Linked DNA regions of Sus scrofa: region 2 is linked to region 1. Evidence: chromatin contacts called from public Hi-C data. All regions are on one chromosome and are shown on one strand. The core of a region is the stretch at or near the end of the contact, and the rest is flanking DNA. Distances in the headings are between cores, read along the strand shown.

The links. Hi-C and Micro-C count contacts between places; a contact is called where the count stands out from the background.
Region 2: a Hi-C map of skeletal muscle shows a contact between it and region 1, with 3 times the contacts expected there. The contact joins two enhancer-like sites. A contact is called at or near these places in 18 of 47 Hi-C or Micro-C datasets (alveolar macrophages, differentiating spermatogonia, embryonic fibroblasts and 10 more).

The regions. Positions count from the first base shown.
Region 1 is chr18:29,842,957-29,846,926 of Sscrofa11.1, forward strand. No RefSeq gene overlaps it. Among named protein-coding and RNA genes, the nearest start is that of TES, 91 kb to the right of the region's middle. Within about 2 kb of position 2,280, at least 23 of the 83 cell types and tissues checked have an H3K27ac peak or open chromatin away from gene starts, as enhancers often do. A contact at or near this core is called in embryonic fibroblasts, skeletal muscle and subcutaneous adipose tissue, where this site is marked.
Region 2 is chr18:29,883,108-29,887,077 of Sscrofa11.1, forward strand. No RefSeq gene overlaps it. Among named protein-coding and RNA genes, the nearest start is that of TES, 51 kb to the right of the region's middle. Within about 2 kb of position 1,629, at least 18 of the 83 cell types and tissues checked have an H3K27ac peak or open chromatin away from gene starts, as enhancers often do. A contact at or near this core is called in embryonic fibroblasts, skeletal muscle and subcutaneous adipose tissue, where this site is marked.

The DNA of each region.
Region 1 (3,970 bases), core at 1,030-3,529:
CATTTGCATTATAGGGGACCCAAAAGGAGAAGAGAGAAAGAAAGGGGAACAGAAATTATGTGAAAAAATAATAGATAAAAAGTTCCCTGACCTGGGGTAAGAAATAGATACCCAGATCCAAGTAGCACAGAGTCCCAAACAAGGACCCAAAAAGGTCCACACTGGGACACATTATAATTAAAATGCCAAAAATGAAAGAGAATCTTGAAAGCGGCAAGAGGGAGTTCCCTTGTGGTACAGCACGTTAAAGATCCAGCACTGTCACTGCTTGCTGCTGTGGTGAGCACTGCAGTGGTTCTGGTTGCTGCTGTGGCAAAGTTTGATCCCTGGCCCAGGAACTTCCACATGCCTCAGGTGTAGAAAAAAAAAAAAAGGGCAGGAGAAAAGCAACTAGTTATGTACAAGGGAATTCCCATAAGCCTATTAGCTGACTTTCAACAGAACCTTTGCAGGCCAGAAGGGAGTCACACCATATATTCAAAGTAATGACAGGAGAATGTCCACAACCAAGAACACTCTTCCAGGCAAGGCTATCATTCAGCTTTAAAGGAAAGACAGAGAATTTTACAGACAAGCAAAAGCTAAAAAAGTTTGTTACCACTAAACCAGCCTTATAAGAAATGTTTAGAGGGACATCTCTAAGTGGAAAAGACAAGACATACACAACAAAGAGAAAGTAATCTAAACATAACAAAACAGAAACAGACTGATAGATACAGAGAATATAGTGGGGGGAGTTCCCGTCGGTGGCGCAGTGGAAATGAATCTGACTAGCATCCATGAGGACGCAGGTTTGATCTCTGACCTCGTTCAGTGGGTTAAGGACCTGTTGTTGCCATGAGCTGTGGCTTAGGTCACAGATGTGGCTCAGATCCAATGTTGCTGTGGCTGTGGTGTAGGCCGGCAGCTGCAGCTCTGACTGGACCCCAGTGTAGGAACCTCCATATGCCATGGGTGCAACCCTAAAAAGGGAAATAGGTGAGGGAGATTGAGGTACAAACTTCCAGTTATAGAATAAATAAACCACACAGATATAATGTACAGCATAGGGAACCTAGTCAATATTAATGTAATAACTGAATGGTGACTGAGGATACTTAGACTTACTGCAGTGATCATTTTGTGACATATAAAAATGCCAAATTACTATGTTATACACCTGAAAATAATATAATATTATAAGTCAATTATACTTTTAAGGAAGTATGGTCTTCTGTTTATTTATTTATTTATTATATTTTATTTTATGGTCTTCTGTTTAAAGTCCACTTTTCAATTCTTGTTTTAACATGACAGGTATGAAATGGTAATGATAATAATACTAATGAAATAATGTGGTGATATGCATGTCGCTCAAACACTGTCAAGTTCTAAGTGCTACCCTGTGATTTGTTGTACAGCACTGCAATGCAAGGGGAGTACCACACTCAGTCTTTGTCATAACTATTCAACTGCAGTATAGCAGGGGAGCAGCCACAGGCAACATCTTAATGAATATGTGTGTGTTACAATAAAATTTTATTTATGAACACTGAACTTTGTGTCCTTTTTTTAATTGCTATATTGTTGGTACCTATACAAAGAAAATATTGGACATAGATATATATGTACATATATTAGATATATATAATTCATATATATGTATATATGTGCTTATATGTGTATATATATTACATAAATATTTATATTATATATTACATTTATATATGTATATACTTGTATGCCATAGTCTGTTTTTATTATTTCCATAAAACAAAAACTTTCTGCATCATAATTTATTGAAGTCACTGCCCATGCATAGCTTTATGAAATTTAGAAAACATTTGGGAAAAAAAAAATTGAGCTCATGAAATTGACTCTTTTAAGGAAAGTCAGGTTGAGAGCAATGCCAATTCCATATTTTCTAGGACTTAATTGAAAGTCTGCATGTAGATGTTTATCAAGTCAACTCTGATTATTGAACCATCTATATATTCATGCAGAAGTGGCTAGTTTTCATCCATATTTCTTTGTGTCTCTATTAGTATTTTTCTCTCTAAAAAATAGGCTATATTACTGGGCACATTTTAATACCACAATTAGTCATGGATGTGATGATTCATCAGGTTGGCTTAAAAAGCGAAAGCAGCCTTGCCCTTCCTAAATGTTGACTGTTGGCAACTTTCTTTTCCCCCCTCTGAATCAGACGTGTATTTGTTTGAGTAATCAAGAAAGAACTGTCTGTCTTATGACCTTAGAGGCTGGTGAAAGGGAGCAACTGAGTGTTTTTGGCACAGACAAGTTAGCAGAACAATGCAAATCTGTAGAGCAGAGAGTGCTCTGCTTGGCTGCTCACTCTGAGCAGACTCTAATGTCACACAATCCTCTGAAAACAAAATCCGGCAGGATTTTTACGCTCTGCAGAAAACCATTTCAATATAAGCAAAATAGATTTCAAGTCTTATAAAAACAATTCTTAAACTCTATGTGCATTTTGCTGAACTCTCTACCATCTACTAAGACCTGTAATCTTTCCAAAATGAGCATCCTGAATCCTGCTGCGATAAGAGCCAGTAAAAGACAGCTTTATCCTATGGATGCCATGGGAGAAAAGCACATCAAATAACCCTGCTGGGGAATGAACGAATCAGCCTAATGAAAGTTTAGGTGAGACAGTTGAACCACACAGAGGGAATACTAAAGCCATTTCAAAGATGAGTGAGAAAAGTGATAGCCAGTGAGCCCAAGAACTTTGAATGGGGTGACAGATCTGATTACAATAACACTGAAATACTCTGGTGGAGGCAAAAGATTCACTTCTCATAATGAATTCACTCATCCTATTTGCCTGTTAATCAACGGATGCTTTAAAGACACCAGTTGGAGGAAGTCCAAATATCCTATTTTAAGGATGCCTGTTAGCCTAATTCCAAGAGTCAGTCAGTCTCTCTCTTTCTTATTTTTTCTCTTATTAGGATTTTGTGGACAGGCACTAGAAAGCTAGATAGAGGTACAAGCTACAAACTACAATAAAAATTCCAAAAGGCAGAGTGCTCTTCCTAGCCCTTGGTTTGATGTTTTCGAAATCTATGTCTTATGTCTTGAACTCTTTAAACAACAAGTATTCTTTTGCTTGCTATTTCAGTAGCAGAACTGTGATGGTTACACACCTTCTTTGATTCATGTTCCCAAGTGATCTTATTAAGGATATGATTTGGGGACAGTTATATGTGCTATTCTGATATTTTCCTAAAAGGAAATTATTTTGGAAGTAAAGCCGCTGATAAAATCAACTCAGGAAAATGCACTTTGTTAATATGAAAATATGAGTACAACTGAAGGCTACGCTGTAAAAATACCAATTATTATTTCTACTAGGCAGCGGTTATAATAGAACAATGACATATCTTTAAAGGAAGAGTGAAAGGGCCTCAATTTGAGAAATTTGAGGCAGGAAACGTTTTACATAGATATATCTAAGGATACTGGCTCTATAGTAAAAGACAGTTCACTATATAAAATTAAACACAAAAGGTTATATGAAGGGAACAGTAGTTAATATTATCAAAGGGGACAAAGCTAAATCATCAGGTTTCTTTCCCCAAATGGAAGAATCGCCTTTTCTCCTGGCCTCTTATTTCTATGTGGAGAAACTCCCTTGAACATGTCAGTTCCAGCTCTAGCCATTCTGACTCACTTTTCCCTGGAGGGATGAGCAACTCAGGCCAGTCTCTGGCCCTGTGGGGAAGGCCTAGGGAAGGCTTTTGATTTTCCAACTCTGCTTTGGACTCACTGGGTCCAACTTTCTCATTCCAGGACTAAGTGTTGGAGACCAGTTATGTTTGCAGATCTAAAGTTAAGTTCTAAGTCACCTTTTAAGAGGCCACTGGTATGACTTTGCCTCTATCTCACAATTGGTTATGAATTCAGTTAGGAAAGGGAAGAATTGGTTTGGATGTTAAAAAAATCCAATACTTGATTAAAAAACAAA
Region 2 (3,970 bases), core at 379-2,878, 40 kb after region 1:
ATGGGGAGTTCTTGAGTTTATGGGCTCCTTGTGCACCTTGTAAACATCACAGAATTTGGTAAGTCCTGAGTGACTGATTGTTGAATAAATGAGTGAAAAGAGGTTTGATATTTTTTACATAATGATGAGACTGCTGACATCAGCCATACCCAGTGGTTGTTTCAGATGATTGAAACTTAAAGGGCTTTTGTGTGAAGCCAAAATTATGATTATTCAAAATAAATTATTTATTATTCATTCCTCTTTTCTCACATTGCTCACTTTTATTTGGAAATACATGTTACAAGGCATATGAATAAAGTAATGACTCATTTCTTTGAGTATTTTTTATTTATTTATTTATTTATTTTTATTTTTTGTCTTTTGTTGTTGTTGTTGCTATTTCTTGGGCCGCTCCCGAGGCATATGGAGGTTCCCAGGCTAGGGGTTGAATCGGAGCTGTAGCCACCGGCCTACGCCAGAGCCACAGCAACGTGTGATCCGAGCCGCGTCTGCAACCTACACCACAGCTCACGGCAACGCCGGATCGTTAACCCACTGAGCAAGGCCAGGGACCGAACCCGCAACCTCATGGTTCCTAGTCGGATCCGTTAACCACTGCGCCACGACGGGAACTCCCATTTCTTTGAGTATTAATCAAAATCAGCAGGTGTCAGACTTACTTCCATTTATAAGATTTGTGGATTAAGAAATTATGATCATAATATTGAGAAAACTTTGTGACATACATGCATTTTACATTTCTGAAACATGATGTTCACTATAGTTTGGGAGAATATGGAAGTTTGACACATTTTAGCTTTGGGGGAAAATCATGGCTTATAGATAAAAAATTTGCAGTTTCCTGTTTATTCAGAATGCCTTCGCTAGTCTTTTTTTTTTTTTTTTTTTTTTTTCATTTAAGATATTTGGGTATTTAGTGCAATTAAGGAAAAAAAAAGATTTGTTTAGTGCAGTGTATCTAGTTTCTTTGAAGTGAAATTTAGAACTTGATAACTAATAATTTGTTTTGCCAGATAAGTGCATATTGCTTATAAGTAAGCCCATTTTCTTCATTGTAACATAAACAGGTGATGACTGGTTGTGGGAACATGTTTTCATGTCTATTCTGACTTTTAAAAACACACCTATTTTGTACTATTCTTTACCCTTCTTCTTGCAGTTAAAAGAGTTTATACTTGTTCAGTAGAACTGATGAAAAGTTTTTTCTATGGCAACTGTGTGTTCTCAACCACATGCCTTTTTACTTCAGTTCACCTTAGGACAGAATAAAAGTATACTAACTGAATAGGAAAGCTAGGTCATCTTAAAGGGTCAGGAAGCGGACTCCTTCCTAGTCAGAGATCTTGGAGCCCAAAAGTGTACAACTTAGTTCCTGTCCCTTTGGAGACAATGTTAATGGGACTAAACTTTTCCATGGCAGTGGAGACACAGCGAGTTTTCCGTATTGCACTCCAATTATTTGAGAATGTGCTTGAAGTCAGATGTTGAACTAAACTCTAGATTTCTGTCTTCTATTTCAAATACATTCCATACAGATTATGGCATAAGTGAAGGGTATACCACTCAGCCTCCCCACACACTATGATTCATAAGGAAACCCCTTTTGCTGGCTGCCAACAAAGCAAGAGCTTGGGAGAGCCGGGTTTGGAACGCCAGGATTCAGAAGGAGCTTGGGCTGGGCAGGAACACAGTGTGCATGCCAGGTTGGAATTAAAAAAAATGTGCAGTTTACAATTACAAGGCAAGGCAGAGCTGCTGGTGCTGAAGAAAAGTTGAAGGAGCTAATAAATACTTAGTAAATGGAACCAAAAATTGAAAAGTTCTCTCTGTTTGTTTTTCTCTCTCTCTCTCATTTCTCCAATATGTTTTCAAAACTGAGACATTAACTGTAAATTTTCCAAAATCCCTTCTTTATCCTTAACAGGAAAGCCACTATGTTAGCAACTACTGCAGCTACACACTGATCCATTTCTAAAACTACAGCTGAACTTACAGTGCTGAGCTATGTGGTGGTTTGAATCGGCATTACCATACAAGGCAGTTTTGAATTCCTCATGGCAATCTTTTATTACTCTTTTTAAGTTTCCTGAGCACTGCCAAACGTCTTGAGCTTTGTGGAATGATTATAAACTTTATAAATATAAATTTTTGATTCCACTTTGAACTCTGCTAAAGAATGCCAAAATTATATTAACAATGCACATTTCAAAATCAAAGACCTAGATTACTCTGATTACTTCAATCCTAGAAAACATTTGTTATCATTGGACAATTGATAATTGGGCATTGCAATAGCTCCTCTCAGAAAGATTATACAACCCAGAGTCAATACTTGGGCTGCAAAGCTGGCCTGTGTTTCTGGTTTGTTTGCAAATGTCTCAGATATTTAGAAAGCTGTCCCTTTAAAATCTCCAAAACATTTGTTAGAAACAGTTCATAACGTAAGAATGTTTCCCTTGGCACCTCAGTAGGGCAGTTCTTGTTTTCAACTCAAAATATGAGGGATTTGGTTGAGAAACAGAAAGGGTTTTGTCTTTAGCAGGCTGACATGGAGCTGCTGCTGGCTGCAAGGCCAAGAATCAATGTGATGTGGAGCAACTCGTTAAGGAGAGAACTTTCTCTAAAGGATGGGTTAAAGCTTTTGGAAGATGCAAAGGTACATGGGAGAAATCCCTGTGCAAGAGCAGACAAGCCATGGACAACTATGTTTATGTGGTCCTGTCATAGTTTACATGAAAGGGAAGAGATACGTCCTCACTGTAGGACCATGGTGAAGTGAAGAAGAACTCAGACCTTGGGGCTGGATGGCCAGAATTCAAATTCCAGTTTTTTCCCTTCCTAGCTCTGTAGCTTGGGCCAAATTTGCATAATTCCACTTTTTCCAGTTTCCTTATCTTCCACATGATGTAATAAAAGGAACTACCTGAAATGGTTATGAGGATTGAGTGTATATGTATAAAATATTTAGAACAGTGACTAGCTCTGTTATTCAAAAGAATACTAAGGCAATTTTAAAAAGGAGAGAGTGACTAAGAATGAACTTTGTTTAAAAAAGGTGTTCCAGCCCAAATTTGCTCTCACTTAATAATGTTTGCCCCAACATACAACAAGTAAAAAAGGTCATTCTAAAGCAGTTAACTCTTCCTTTGGTAAACCTATATTAAGTTATCTGAAAAAGGCTCTGTAATTATCCCCAAAGACTTTTTGGCTGGAGATAAGTAATGGAAATTCCTATGTTCATTTTATAAGTGAAAAAGCAAGAATTATTCTCAGGCTTTGATGGGAATATTGAACCCTCCCTCTGGGATAAAACCCTTTATGGCAGTGGCTTTGCCTGTAGTGCTTGCTTGTTTTGCTTTATGCTGCTATAGAAAGGAATAGGCAGAGGAGCATCATTAATAAATATTAAATGATAACGAGTTCACAATAATGCCCTACAGTTACTTTATAGATTTTGCAAAACTGCAAAGTGTATTTTCTGATACTAGAAAATGCTGGGTGCAGTGCCATATGGTGGAAAATAGAGTGAGACCTGGAAAATCACTGTAGGATGAGGCTGCTCTTGTCTTATGTTGTCCTCCATCTTCTCTTCCCCAGTTTCCAACTCCCACCTCCCATTTCATGTCTATCAGTAGAACTTCATTTGGAGCAAAGAAAGAAAGAAAAAATTTCTGTGGGAAGATGTACTTTATGCCTTTGTCAGTCAGGACTGTCAAAATTCACATACTCCCTTACGATTCACTCTTACACATGCCTAAATACTTTGAAGATATTACATTAATTGCAATTCAAGAGAAGTAATGCACCTTAAATTTGAGAAAGAAATTATAAGAAATTGAGTAAATCACTGATTATGAAATTAGTATAACACACCGTTATTCTCTGATAAAATATAGGGTTTGACAAACTCCTGGGCTGATCTCCAGATTTTAGCTCTACTCTTCTGTTTGTCACAATGGATTGCCAG